2 separate regions of the Hordeum vulgare genome follow, and region 1 is linked to region 2. The links are chromatin contacts, called in public Hi-C maps. All regions are on one chromosome and are shown on one strand. The core of a region is the stretch at or near the end of the contact, and the rest is flanking DNA. Distances in the headings are between cores, read along the strand shown. Region 1 overlaps LOC123425320 (oligouridylate-binding protein 1-like). Region 2 holds the start of LOC123425318 (protein ANTI-SILENCING 1-like).

Region 1 (6,918 bases), core at 1,262-3,761, 480 kb before region 2:
CGCTGGAGTTGCAGCGAAGAGAATGATGTTGAATGGACCAGCGTGTGTACATAGATCGGATCGGGTATTTCTCTGTGTACGCACGCCTGGAATAGCACGGAGGCAGAGCCGCTGCTTGCACCCGCAGCTGGAGGCATACAGAGAGCCCGGCTGGAGATATACTAGAGCGGCCGGGGGCCATGAAGCGCCCGCGGGTGGCCAGTCCGGTGTGTTTGGTTGATGTCGCCCCGTCATGCGCGTGCTGCTCGTTCAGATCGAAGCAGGCCTGTGTCGATGCTGGAACCGGCAAGATCAGTGCACACGCGCGTACATGGCCGGACGGTGCCATGCGCGTACATGTGAGGGAGAGAGACTTTAAGTACAAGACAAGACAACACATTACATGTTTAAACTAATTCCATCTCTATCTCCTTATCTCTAACTTGAACACAATTATACTTCTAGCACAGTGAGGGTTTCGATTTGTTCTGCCTGTAGGCCTATGCATTTGATATTTTCCACGATTGAAACAATTATGTAAATGACATTTTGTGTGCTAGCTTCTTAGTTTTAAAATGCTGGTGATGAATTTTTTTACAAAAATAACCTTTCTAGGTCAGTGGCTTGGAAATCGGCAGATTCGTTGCAACTGGGCAACAAAAGGCGCCAACAGTGGCGAGGACCAGCTAGCATCAGATTCGAAAAGTATAGTTGATGTAAATAACAATTTCACAGGTATACTATGGACCTGTTGTATTTTATACCATTTGGATTATTACTTCCTTAAATTTGCTAAGATGTTGGTTTCAAAAGATGGGTTATGTAGAATATTAGTTCTTCGATATGTGCTATTATCATTGCCAAATAATCTTTTCATTAACAATACTTTTCATAAAGGTTTTATTTGTTCGTGTTGATGCTGAAGTTTGATTAGTAAAGCATACCCGCTTAAAGCTGCACTTTTCTAAATTTAGCAGTAATTAGCTGGTTTGATCAGAATATTTCTATGGCTATGTGATTCTAGACTGCTTGATTGTATTTATTTGGTTTCTGTGATATCTATTTTTGTTGCGATGCTTTATGTTCACATGATGTTCTTGGGCTTTGACTGCTAGGAACTTAAGTATTGCAGTTCTTCATATGTTATACAAAGTCTATATTATTATCCTTATCCTGAGATTTGTGCTGTCTACTATTTGTCTTGTCCAGAAAATGCAAAGCAGAAATCAAACGAAGATGCTCCTGAAAATAATCCATTGTACAGAACTGTTTATGTTGGGAACCTTGCTCACGAGGTAATTCTCTTGAAGCATGCTTCTTTGGATGCATCTCTTATGCTTTACCACTCACTTGCATGGCTAATATAGACTATAAACTCTGCTGTTACACGAATCACTTTGCATGTGGTATAATGAGCTTATTTCAAAATGTGTCATGAATTATCACATTTGTCGCAATTGCCGCCTTAATGATTTCGTGATGTTCTTAATACCAGGTTACTCAAGACGTGCTTCATCGTTTTTTCCATGCACTTGGTGCTGGAGCCATCGAGGAGGTGCGTGTTCAGCATGGCAAAGGTTTTGGTTTTGTCAAGTACAGCAACCATGCTGAAACTGCCCTTGCAATTCAGACGGGTAATGGTCGTATTTTGGGTGGTAAACCAGTCAAGGTTAGCAGCACCTTTCCCTGCTTAACAATTTTGCGGACGTGTCATCTTAACCATCCTTTTTCTTTTCCCACTGCTTTACGTCGCTAGTATTTTATGACTGATGTCCTGATTGGAGCTGCACGTCCGTCTTTTCTCTTGTTTTGCAGTGTTCTTGGGGCAACAAGCCTACACCCCCTGGTACCACCTCTGCTCCTCTGCCCCCTCCTGCTGCTCCTAGCCACCCTGCAGCCGCCAATCTCGTAGCGTATCAACGTGCTATTGCGATGAGCAAGATGGCTTCGACCCAGGCATTGATGCAGGCTCAGCATCTCAGGCAAGCAGCCATGGGGATGGGTGTAGGTGCGAGTCAGGCGATGTACGATGGTACTTTCCAGAACGTTGGTGCCTCACAGCAGCAGCAGCAGCAGCAGCAGCTCATGTACTATTAATTCTAGACTTGGAGTGAGCTCACCTTTGTAATTTGACCCGGATTTTATGTTTTTCTCTTCCTATCTTCATGGTGTCTATATGCAGTGTAACACTATATCGGTGTTGTCGTCTGGCTGTGTTGGTCGTACACCGAATCTGTGTCTGTTTAGTGATGCAAGTTGACCGGTTAATATCGACTTTTATGTTATTTTCTCGTGTGTGTATATAGATCATCTCCCTTAGTATTTATTGATAATAATGTACTCCCTCCGTTCCTAAATATAAGCCTTTCTAAAAGATTATACATATGTATATAGTCATATTTTAAAGTGTAGATCCATTTATTTTGTTTCATACGTAGTCATTTAATGAATTTTTTTAAAAGACTTATATTTAGGACCTGTTGGGAGGCCCTCCGGCTCCCTAACCCCACCGATTTGAGGGGAGCTGGAGGTACCCAGTCTAGGAATTTGGTCGCCGCTCTCACTTTTACTCTGAACCAGTGTAGCCCACGGTATGTGTACCGAGAGGGCCAGGAACACGAGCAAAACCCTATCCGCCGCACATCTACTACCCCTTGCCGCCGCCAGGACGCGTGTTCGGGCAAAGCCGGCGTGGCAGCGGCAGGGAGGTCCTTATCGGGGATTTTTTGATAAAGACACTTTATTAATTCAAAAGATAGCATCAAATCTCTTCCTAATAATAATTAGCAAAATGACCTGTGCGTTGTCATGAAAGAAAAAAAGCATAATCTTTAATGATGGTGACCATATTATGTTCACATATCATCGCTTGATTTAGAAATTTTGTGCACAAACGCAAGAAAATGTTTTTTTTTAAATTTATTCAGAAGTTAAAGCAATCTTTACATTTTCAAAAAATATATATCATGGTTGTCAAAAATCTTGGTAACTCAAAGATTTATTCTGAATTTCAAGAATTTTTTTAGGAAACATTCAATAATAATCCGATCCATCCAACAGTTAATTATTTAAAATTCACACAGGTATATTGTCACAAAGACTTAGAAGCATTAATGTTTAACTACATACATTAGATCTTTCGTGAACAATTTTACAAATATGGAAACGATTTTAAAATCGAGAACATTTTTTACAATTTACAAACATTTACTAAAAATCGTGAATATTTTTTATATTTCGAACGGGTTTAAATATTTTCTTTTCAATTGGCCACCAATTCAAGAAAAGACGAACATAATTTTTGATGTTGGAGGATTTTATTTTAAATTCACAAACATTTTTTGAAATGCATGAAGTTTTTCTGAATAAATAAACATTTTTATAAATCAGTAATATATTTATTAAATTCATGGACATTGTTTTGGAATTTTCAAAAAAATATAAAAATCCGGCACTTTTTTTGAATCCTATTTTTAATTCAAAATAAAAATTCGTCAACATTTTAATCCTAATTCCTATTTTTTAATATGCAAAAGTTTTTGTAATTCTAAATTATTTAAATTATAAATAAACAAAAATGAAACCGAAAATTTTAAATAAAAAAAAGAGACTATCAAAACAGACATTAGCTATTTTTAAAATTTTAGGACATATTTTGCATTAGAAAGCATTTTGTTAAATGCATTTAATAGTTTTTAATACATGGAATTGTATTTGAGATCATGGACTATTCTTATTGTACAAACATTTTTATAAAATTGCAAACATTTTATTGTATGTGCGAGCATTTTTTACAAAACTCCGAGCAGTTTTTGAAGTCACAAGCATTTTAATTTTTTAAATATGTTGATTTATAATTTTCAGTTTATTAAAATTTTAAAGATTATTTAAAGTTCTACATTATTTAAAATAAAAAATAAAACGGAACTGAAAATAAATAAATAAACGGAACTAAAAGCGGGCGCCTGTGCATGGGCCGGCCCATACGGTGTGTTGGATATTCTCCCAGCGTGCAGAGCGTAATATAGGAGGTTTTTACATGGGCCGGCCCAGTCCAAGATTTTTCGTTTTGTGAAACGTTTCCTATTACTTACCGGTGGCATGGTGGATAATTTATGCAAACTTTAGGAGTAATTTTTAAGACGGACGACCAGAAACCGAATTTGATTTATTATTAGGGAGAGATAAAGCAGCTACTTCTTTTGCCGTACGTCGCAGACAAATTTGCAGAAACACCCCTCGCGTTTTCGGTATTCAACCCGCAGTACGTTTTTAAGTTAAAAAAACGTTTCATTGTTTTACATAACCCCCTCCCCGACTTATCCATTCCCGTCCTGAGGAGGCGCCTTCTCGCCGGCGACGGGCGAGGAGGCGATGGGCCGGCGACTGCCCGACGACGGCGCGCGGAGGCGACGGGCCGAAGACGGGCCGGCGACGGCGCGCGGAGGCGGAGAGGACCCTCAAGGGCTGCAGATCCAGCGGTGGGGCTCCCGATCCAATCAGGAGCAGGACAACAACGGCGAGCACAGGAAGGGCACGGGCCGTGAGAGGAGGAGCAGGAGGGGAGTCGCGGCGGGTCACGAGGTCATCCAACGCGGCGGCGCATAGTGGAGGCCGGCGGCGCTCCGTGCTCCGTAGATGGAGTGAAGAGAAGGGAGGGTCGGCGAGAGGAGCAGCAGTAGGATGTAGTCCATGATGCAGGAGATGTTGTCGTTGATGCTCGTGGGCCGGGGCCACGTACGGTGTCCCCATGCCACGACGGGAGATCCATGCCAACGCCGCTCATATGTTCTCTGTTGCCGGCATCGCAACAGAGGCCTTGCAAATATCTGAGATCAAGAGTTGTGGTCATAGCTGTCCAGGGACGAGCCGTTGGACATACGGGGCACAGACTGCTGGTAGTAGTCGATGCTCCGGCGGCCGCCGCCGCCGTTGCTGCTGATGAAGGAGATGTCCGACGAATCCGCGGTGGACCGGCGGCCGCCACTGACAAAGGAGATGTCGGCGCGTCAGGCATGGACATGTGGCTCAGGTCGGCGCACGACTTCCTCGTCGGCCCCATGGACCCGCGCGTGAAGGGCGAGCGGATGAAGGGATCCACCCTCGGCGTTCTTAATCGTGTTGCATTTGAGAAGGCTAATGAAGAATATGCTGCTGTTCTTAATCGTGTTGCATTTGAGAAGGAACGCAACGTCATGAATTCTGTGATGAGTAGACACTGAGCAAAAGTGCAGAAAGGAGATGTTGAGACAGACCCCTCTGATGCTGAGGCAGAACTCTGTGATACCGAGACAGAACCCTGTGATTCCGACAATGATTAGCGAATGGAAGAAACAACAAAAAGTCCTGAAGAAGATTTGGATGATCTTCAAATGGAAGAAACAGATGATCCTTCTGAAGAAGAATTGGATGATGACCTTGTGATCAATATTGCTCCTCGTAAGGCCAATAACTCAGCTGTCCAGTTAAATAGGGCAAACCAATTAGTGAATAAGGTATGCATATTGCAGTTAATTGCCTGAATAATTTTCCTGTGATGTACAATTGTTTCATTCAATTATGTGCAATGACACTCCTAATTAATTTCTAAATAATAGGGTGAGCGGTTCAAAAAACATCAGCATTTTGATGAGATCTCTCCACAAAATAAGAGACAAAAATCAGAGGATTTATCTGAACCTAGAAACCTGAAGCAATCTACTTCAGTGATTGCAGACAGGAGGACTACTGGGAAGTCCTTGCCATTTGTGTGAGTAGCCATCCAAAATGAACAAAAATCATCAGTTTTGTCAGGAAAAGGATTGCATGGTTTCTCTTCCGTACTTGATAGAGCTAAAAGTTCTGCTGCTTTATTTTTTATATAGGCGTGTGATTCCTTAAATTTTGCTGCTACTGCTTCTATGTTGAATTTGCTTTGTGTTGCTTTGTGCGATGGAAAGAAGAGGATCAGAGAGAGAGAGAAGAAGAGAAAAATTGAGACATATTGAGATGGATTTGTGTGTGTGTTGCATGCGTATCGCTGCTGCTGCCTTTTGTGCCGTTCCTCGGCTTTGTTTGCTGCTGGTGAAACCTTGTACATGGAAATACATATGTGAGCTCAGTTACTGGCTACATGTTGTATTAATCCTTCTCGTCGTGATACCTGCAACAAGGTGGATATACCAAAGCTAGCTAACTAAGAAGCAATCAACTAGTTTCAAAGAATATGAAATTATTGCGACGTCATTGATTTAATTTATAGAGTTAGAATGGATGATATTCTTTTTCTCCCGTTGCAACGCACGGGCTCTTTTGTTAGTTGATATAAATCATGATGAATAACATCCGGTCTTTGCATAATGAAGATGCATACAGCCAAACATACAAAATCTAATAGAAAACTAAAAATAAATAAAAACCAACATATCAGCAACAGTAAAGTCATATAGGGCCAACATTTTGCCTATGTCCGAAGAAGATGGTGGACCGATCCAAAGATTATGCTGTCATCCATGTCGGTAAAAACCTCCTTCGCCACCCGCTCCAATCGCGTACACACCGCCTTGAACAACGGTTGTAACTCTGTTCGTTGTAGCGTAGACCATATACGAAGCAAATGCGTACAATGGAAAATAACCTGCAAAGGAGAAGAGTTTATATTATTGAAAACCAAATTATTTCTACATAGCCAAAGCGACCACAATAAGGCATACGCTCCCACCCTTAATAGGGTTTTGAACCTATTTGAAATACCGTCCAACCAATGACCAAAAATGTTGGCAACATTTGTGGGTGGATAAAAATTGGACGCTATTTGGATGATTGGCCATGTAGAAGGAAAACAGAGGTGTTTGATTGTCTCATCGCGAGTATAAAAGCTACACTTCTTAATTCATTGTCAATTGCGGTCGGGCGAGGTTGTCTTTGCTTAGCACAACTCCCGTACGAAGATACCATATA
Region 2 (7,012 bases), core at 3,722-6,221:
TTTGATAATATATATCTGAAAATAAAAAGAGAAAGTAAATTGGAAAGGCGAATAGCAAAATAGATCTTGCAAATAGATGATGGAAAATAGACCCGAGGGCCGTAGGTTTCACTAGTGGCTTCTCTCGAGAAAATATCATACGATGGGTAAAAAATTTACTGTTGGGCAATTAGTAGAATAGCGAATATTATGTCGATATCCAAGACAATGATCATGTATACATGCATCACGTCCAAGACAAGTAGACCCACTCCTGTCTGCATCTACTACTATTACTCCACACATCGACCGCTATCCAGCATTCATCTAGTGTATTAAGTTCATGGAGAAATGGAGTAATGCTTTTAAGAACAATGACATGATGTAGACAAGATCTATAGAAATAGAACCCATCATTTTATCCTTAATAGCAACAATACATGTGTGTCATGTCTCCTTCTGTCACTGAGATTGAGCACCACAAGATCGAACCCATCACAAAGCAGCTCTTCTCGTTGCACGATAAAAATATCAAGTTACCCAAACAAAACCCAAATATTGAAGAAGAAATACGAGGCTCTAATAATCAAGAATGGATATAATGTCATAGGTATGATCATAAACTCACAGTTCATCGGATCCCAACAAACACACCACAAAATACAGAGTTACATCAAATAGATCTTCAAGAGACCATTGTATTGAGAAGCAAAACAAGAGAGAAAGCCATCTAGCTATTGCATGCGGACCCGTAGGTCTGCTATGAACTACTCACGCATCATCGGAGGAGCACCAGTGAGGATGATGAACCCCTCCGTGATTGTGTTCCCCTCCGGCACGGTGACGGAACGAGCTCTAGATTGGATCTCGTGGCTTCTAGAACTTGCGGCAGCTGAAATGATTTTTCGTTGACTCCTCTAGGGTTTCTGGAATATCCAGGTATTTATGGAGTAAAGAGGCAGTGGAGGAGGTGCTTGAGCCCCCCACTACCCATCAGGGTGTGCCAGGGGCCCAGGGCGTGCCCTGGTGCCTAGTGGGCCACCTGGGCCTCCCCTGTTGAGCTTCATTGGTTCTCACGTTTTCTCTTGGTCCAAAAAAATCTCCAAAAAGTTCCATGGCATTTGTACTTCATCTGATATAGATTTTTCGCGAAGGAAAAACAAGCAAAAAATAGCAACTGGCACTGGGCACTATGGCAATATGTTAGTCCCAAAAAATGATATAAAGTTGCTATAAAATGATTTAAAAACATCCAAGAGTGATAATATAACAACATATAACAATAAAAAACTATAGATAGGTTGGAGATGTATCAGCTCTCACCCCTCCGGGAGCCATGGCAGCTAAGGACCAGAGGGGAGAACCTCTCCCCATCTAGGGAGAGACCATGTAGGAGGAAGCCTAAGGGGGGAGACTCATCCCCTCTATTCCGGCGACGCAGGAGTGCCCCCGGGGAGCCATCGCCGCGGTGATCGTCTTCATCAACATCACCGTCTTCATCACCTTCTCATCTCTTTTCAGCGGTCCACTCTCCCGCACCCCGCTATAATTCCCTACTTGAACATGGTGTCTCATGCCACATATTATTAATCAATGGCATGTTGCCATCCTATGATGTTTGAGTAGATCTATGTTGTCCTTTTGGGTTGATTGATGATCTAGATTGGGTTGAGTGTATCTTTTATTTTGGTGTTTGTCCTAAGGTGCCTTCCGTGAGGCCCACACGTGAAGGATTCGCGCTGAAGGGTGTAGCAATATGTTCGTGATTCGCTTATAATGGGTGACTAGATGACAGAGGCTTACACCCGAGTTAGGGGTTGTTTATGTATGGGGAGTAAAGGAGACTTAATGTTTAATGTTATGGTTAAGTTTACCTTAATGATTTTTAGTAATTACGGATGCTGGCTAGAGATCCAATCATAAGATCATATGATTCAAGTACAGAAAGTATGTTAGCTCATGCCTCTCCCTCATATAAAATTGCAAGAATGATTATCGATCTTGTTATCAATTACCTAAGATGATTTCGCACACCATACCATCTTTATTCCACACACGCTATTTATAATATATTGTAATATATTCTATTTTTTTCATTGAGTCTAGGCTAACGTTTGTTTTTCTTTGAAATGTGAAGGATATGAACCAATCCTATGTAGAATAAGAATCATTTATATGAACCAAATGGCTTTAAAAGAGAAATTCCTATAAGAATCATATCCTATAGAATCTCTACTATTAAAGGAGGATCTGCCGTCGTCGTGATGGTTCAACCAACGTTCCTCTTCCTCCTTATCCCCACTTTCCTGATAAAAAAAGAAAGAGAAACTACGTCCAGAAAAAAAACATGACCACGCACCCCACGCCCCCAACTCTCCCCAAACTACCCGATCACTCCTCCCACCCCCATCCCTCCCGAGAAAATCCTCCATCACCGTCGTGACAGCACCACCAGCAGCCCCCGCGTCGACGACAAACGCATACCCTCTTTCGGGGTTGCGAGGGGAGAAGGGGGATGCTCACCTTCACCAAGGACCGAGCTGTCGTGCCCGACGGGCGGTGAGGAGAAGCCCCGGTCGTCGACGTGCAACTCTGGCTGGCCTGTGCCGGGAGCATGTGCACCGTATCGCCCGTCGGCGCCGCCGTCTACTACTTCCCGTCGACCTGTCCGCTGCGCGCGTCTTCACGCTCCTTCCCTCCCGCATCTCTGTCATGCGCTTCATGGCCGACGCGCATAGCGACGAGGTCTTCGCCAAGATCTGCCTCGTCCCGATCCGCCACGGCGACCCCGCGGTCGACGTGGGCGACGTCACCGCCGAAGGGAGGGCGGAGGACGACTGCCCAAAGCCGGCCTCCTTCGCCAAGACGCTCACACATTCCAACGCCAACCACGACGGGGGCTTCTCGGTCCCATGTTTCTGCATCGTGACCATCTTCTCAGCGCTCGACTACAACTCGGAGCCTCCCTTGCAGAGCATATCGTCAGGGACGTGCATGGGGACGAGTTCTTTTTTTAACGTTTTGCTCAAAAAAGGCAGTAGCTGACTTCAGGTTTCATCATGTTGCTATAGAGGAAGATGTTGATCTAATGATATACTCCCTCCATATCAAAATATAAGATGCTCTTTAGTGTCAATCTAGACCCAAAAAATGTGTTATATTTTGATACACAAGAAGTACATCATAATCTGACTGCTAGGTGCATTGCCTCAAGTGGCCTTGTTGTGTGTAGAAAAAATGTTTGCAAGATTTAACATAATCCAAGTCCAAGGACTAGGGACAAGAGAGGTTGAGAGTTTTTCCGATTTCATGTTCTTGTGTATGAACCAATATGAGGCAAAAGAAGATACTCTGTTTTTTACGTTGGTATTTTTATAGTGAAGGTAGATACACCATTTTCTAGATGGGAGACACACCTTTGCGGCAAGGGGAGATGTTGTGTCACTTCCGCCCCATTCTTGTATATCTAAGTTAGTTTAAAAGTAGTTGGTTAACTTTTTTTAATTTTCAACCATGACACATATCGTCACCAGCTACACGGGTAGGTTGGCGTGTCTTGTGATATTTTTTCGTTCAAATCTTTCATTCGAAAACTAAAAACGTTATGCTCACTTTAGGGGCATGCAAAAGGTTATGCTTACACTTTTCAGTGGCATGCAAAAGGTTATGCTTACACTTTTCAGTGGCGTGCAAATGGTTATGCTTACACTTTTCAGTGGCATACAAGGTTGATTATGTACGTGTATCGTAGTGTCAACCATTTTTCGATCGATTTCTTTACAAGAAAGATGTTGGAACAATGCATCACTCAAGTTCACAATAGATGTGTAGTTTGGCCTTTACTGAAGTGTTGAATTTCACCTTCATCTCCTTGTAAAAAAACGGAATTTCACCTTCACCACCCAAGCAAGAGTCCATTCTCTCCGATACGATTCCTTCGAGCACCACTGATTATGGGAAGCAAGATTTGCTTGTACCAGCAAAAAAATGTTGGTTCCGAGGAGTTACAACACCCTGTTTGCAAAAAAAAAGTTATTTACAATAGATAATTATGGCAAAATCTATTCTTACCACAAAAACAAGTTATTTACAATAGATAATTGTGGCAAAATCTATTCATACCACCCTGCTGAAAAAGAAAGAAATGTTTGTACCGGTAATTTTTTTTTAGGCCAAGACAATTGAAACAATTTTCTAGAGGCCAAGATACTTGTCATCCTATTGTGTTAATTTTACCCGCTGCCAAAAATTCTCCCTTTCATGTTATAGTTGTTGAAGAACTTGAAGGGGTCTTGTGGGTCTTGTGGATTTCTTCTTCTTTCTATGCGCTGTAGGTAGCTCTAGCCTCCAGCCAAATTTAGGATAAACAAATTAATGTGCGAGCACCTGACGACACCTCATACATCAACACGAAGAAAACTTTGATTGGATGTCAAGGAAGTATAATAGTAAATAAATAGTGGCGGATAAATGAAAGAACATTTGAATGATGGTTTGTTTCATGAAAATTATCATGATTATGAATCCGGGTTGTATTTCTACAGCCAAAGTTCATTTATTTATGCTCTACTTCTTCCATACAGGGCTCACAGACACATGTTTGTAGTCTTTCTTATTGGATTTCGTTACTCATTCATCTTCTGTAAATGCATTGTTATGTTAAAAATGCTAAAAATTAAAATATACTTGTGCTTCATCTCTTCAGAAATGATGCTATCCTTATTTTCCTCTTTACCCCGTGGCAACGCACGGGCAATCAACTACTCCCTCCGTTCCTAAATATAAGATCTTTTAGAGATTACACTATGGACTATATACGGATGTATATAGACATATTTTAGAGTGTAGATTCATTTATTTTGCTCTGTATGTAGTCTATAGTGGAATCTCTAAAAGATCTTATATTTAGGAACGGATGGAGTAGTTCCTACGAATTGTTCAAACTAAGAACATTTTTGTTTTTGTATTGTAAGGCTCATGGTCAGCACTGCGCTTCCCTTGAAATGGGCCTTAGCCGCGTGGCCTTCTCCCCCTCACCCCCATGGCGCAGCCCTAGTTGGCCCTCGCCTCCCCTCCCCCTCCCCTGCTAACCCTCTCCGGCGTCCTCCGCCGGGGCGCCCTCCTCGCCTGCAACACTGCTGTCGACGTGGACCTCGCCGCCGGTGCCCTAGGACCTCACCGCCCCCTTCCCCCGCTTCTCCCCGGCCATCTACCCGTCATCTGCAGAAGGTAACCGCCCTCCTCCTGTTCCTCCTCCTCCACTCCCTGATACACACAGACCGAAGCAATGGGCCTCAACTGGCCAAGTCCGACCGCCTAGTTCCTGGACCATCTGTAGCCAGCACAGACCGAAGCAGGGGAGCCCTCCCAGTCCCCCTCGCTAGCTAGCCCTCAGCAGCCCTAGGCGGCGGCCCCGTCTCCGGCGGCAGGGAAACTCCGGGCGGCGCCTCGACTCCAGTTGAGTTGCCCGTCGTCAGCCCCTCGTGCTATGCCCCCCGTTGTCTCTGTTTGTCTTTGTTTGTTTCAGTGTCCGTAACCCTAGGTCTGTATTGGATGGGGACCGATCGTGTTAGAGGCGGTATGGGGTGCGCTTTCTTCCTGTAGCTTCTGGTTTAGGTATTTTGCTGCAAGTATCGTTCATGAATTTTGGGGGTTGTTTAAATCGTCTTTTGGCTGCACTATTTGTTATGCTCAGAACTCTGTAGCGTGCATTTTGTGCTTTTGGAATGATTCTTTTGGTATTTGTATGTCGTTTTCTCAAGTTCTCACAGCAATAGGATGATATATTTTTTTATAATGTATGTATGAAGCATGGACACTGCACCTTTCTTGTCAAATACAGAGTCTTCCTTAGAGTGGACAATAGATGGACTGCTTGCGAGTCGATTATAGACGTTGTGCTATAGCTGATGAACTAAAACGGTTAAGGTCTTAAGGGTTATGTCTTTACTGTTTTGTTGTTGTCCTACAAGAAAAAGTGAATTGACTAAGAACAATTCAGGAGTTATATGTGGTGATGCTATTATTTGTAGATGTTTTGATGCTGCTTATAATTTATTGATGTCTGGTATACCCTTTTTTATCTTTCTAGGCCTATGGTAAGGGCAAATTGAGCTGCAAGTGGCCATTATCAGAATGGGTGAAAGTAACGAGAATATCCAGTTTTCATGGGGAAATAAGAGAGCAAAAGGTGGTGCCAAGATGGATACACAGTTCTATGGTTCCTTCACCTTTGACAATGTGAAGTACTCACTGTATGACTGTGTATATCTTTTTAAAAATGGAGAACCTGAACCATACATTGGAAAGATAGTAAAGATATGGCAGCAAAATGAAGCTAAGAAAGTAAAGATTCTTTGGTTTTTCACCCCGGATGAGATCAGAAATTATTTAGAAGGCCCCGTGGTGGAGAATGAGATATTTCTTGCTTCTGGTGATGGCACTGGCCTTGCCGATATCAACCCACTGGTAGTTTGTTCCTTCCTTACTCACATATTTGCATTTTCTTTTAATTGGATTGATCCACAGACCAGAAATGCAATTTGAAGTTATAATCTTCTTGTATAAAAGGTGTGCTAACAATATGCAAGGCGCAACAGTTTGATTACCACTTTTGGAAGTATATTTGGCAATAATAGACAGAACAAAAGCCTGACTGAGCTGGATCCGTCTTGGTTGCTCATTTGCATAACTGAGCAGAACCAGCTTGGTCAGTACAAAAGGGCAACAAGTTAGTTGGGGCCAACAATTACATTTTTTTGAAGCTAGCTGGGCACATCATTGTTAATTCAGTTCATTTCTGACCATTCTTACAAGTAAAATGTTCTAATAGCCATTTGTTTATTGCTTATGTTAGGAATCTATTGCTGGTAAATGCACAGTTGTTTGCATTTCAAAGGATGAAAGGAATCGCCAGCCTACCCCAAAGGAACAAACGGTCGCTGATTATATCTTCTATAGGTTTTTTGATGTTGGAAACTGCACACTTTCTGAGCAAGTACCTGAGAAAATTGTAGGGCTGGAAGGTCAGCAT

Evidence for each region. A called contact is a pair of places that touch in the nucleus more often than the background predicts.
Region 1: a Hi-C map of seedling shows a contact between it and region 2, with 2.5 times the contacts expected there. The contact joins the enhancer-like site here to the promoter of LOC123425318 in region 2. A contact is called at or near these places in 1 of 6 Hi-C or Micro-C datasets (seedling) and 1 of 1 datasets of contacts at active chromatin or transcription factors (embryo).

Annotation. Positions count from the first base shown.
Region 1 is chr2H:100,284,919-100,291,836 of MorexV3_pseudomolecules_assembly, reverse strand. It overlaps LOC123425320 (oligouridylate-binding protein 1-like), which reads left to right. Exons shown (of 12, transcript XM_045109003.1): 9 at 595-714; 10 at 1,189-1,274; 11 at 1,475-1,648; 12 at 1,795-2,264. The coding sequence ends at 2,076. Among protein-coding and RNA genes, the nearest start is that of LOC123425320, 7.6 kb to the left of the region's middle. Within about 2 kb of position 2,511, at least 3 of the 3 cell types and tissues checked have open chromatin away from gene starts, as enhancers often do. A contact at or near this core is called in seedling, where this site is marked.
Region 2 is chr2H:99,811,429-99,818,440 of MorexV3_pseudomolecules_assembly, reverse strand. It overlaps LOC123425318 (protein ANTI-SILENCING 1-like), which reads left to right and starts at 4,971. Exons shown (of 11, transcript XM_045109002.1): 1 at 4,971-5,208; 2 at 6,071-6,447; 3 at 6,836-7,004. The coding sequence starts at 6,115.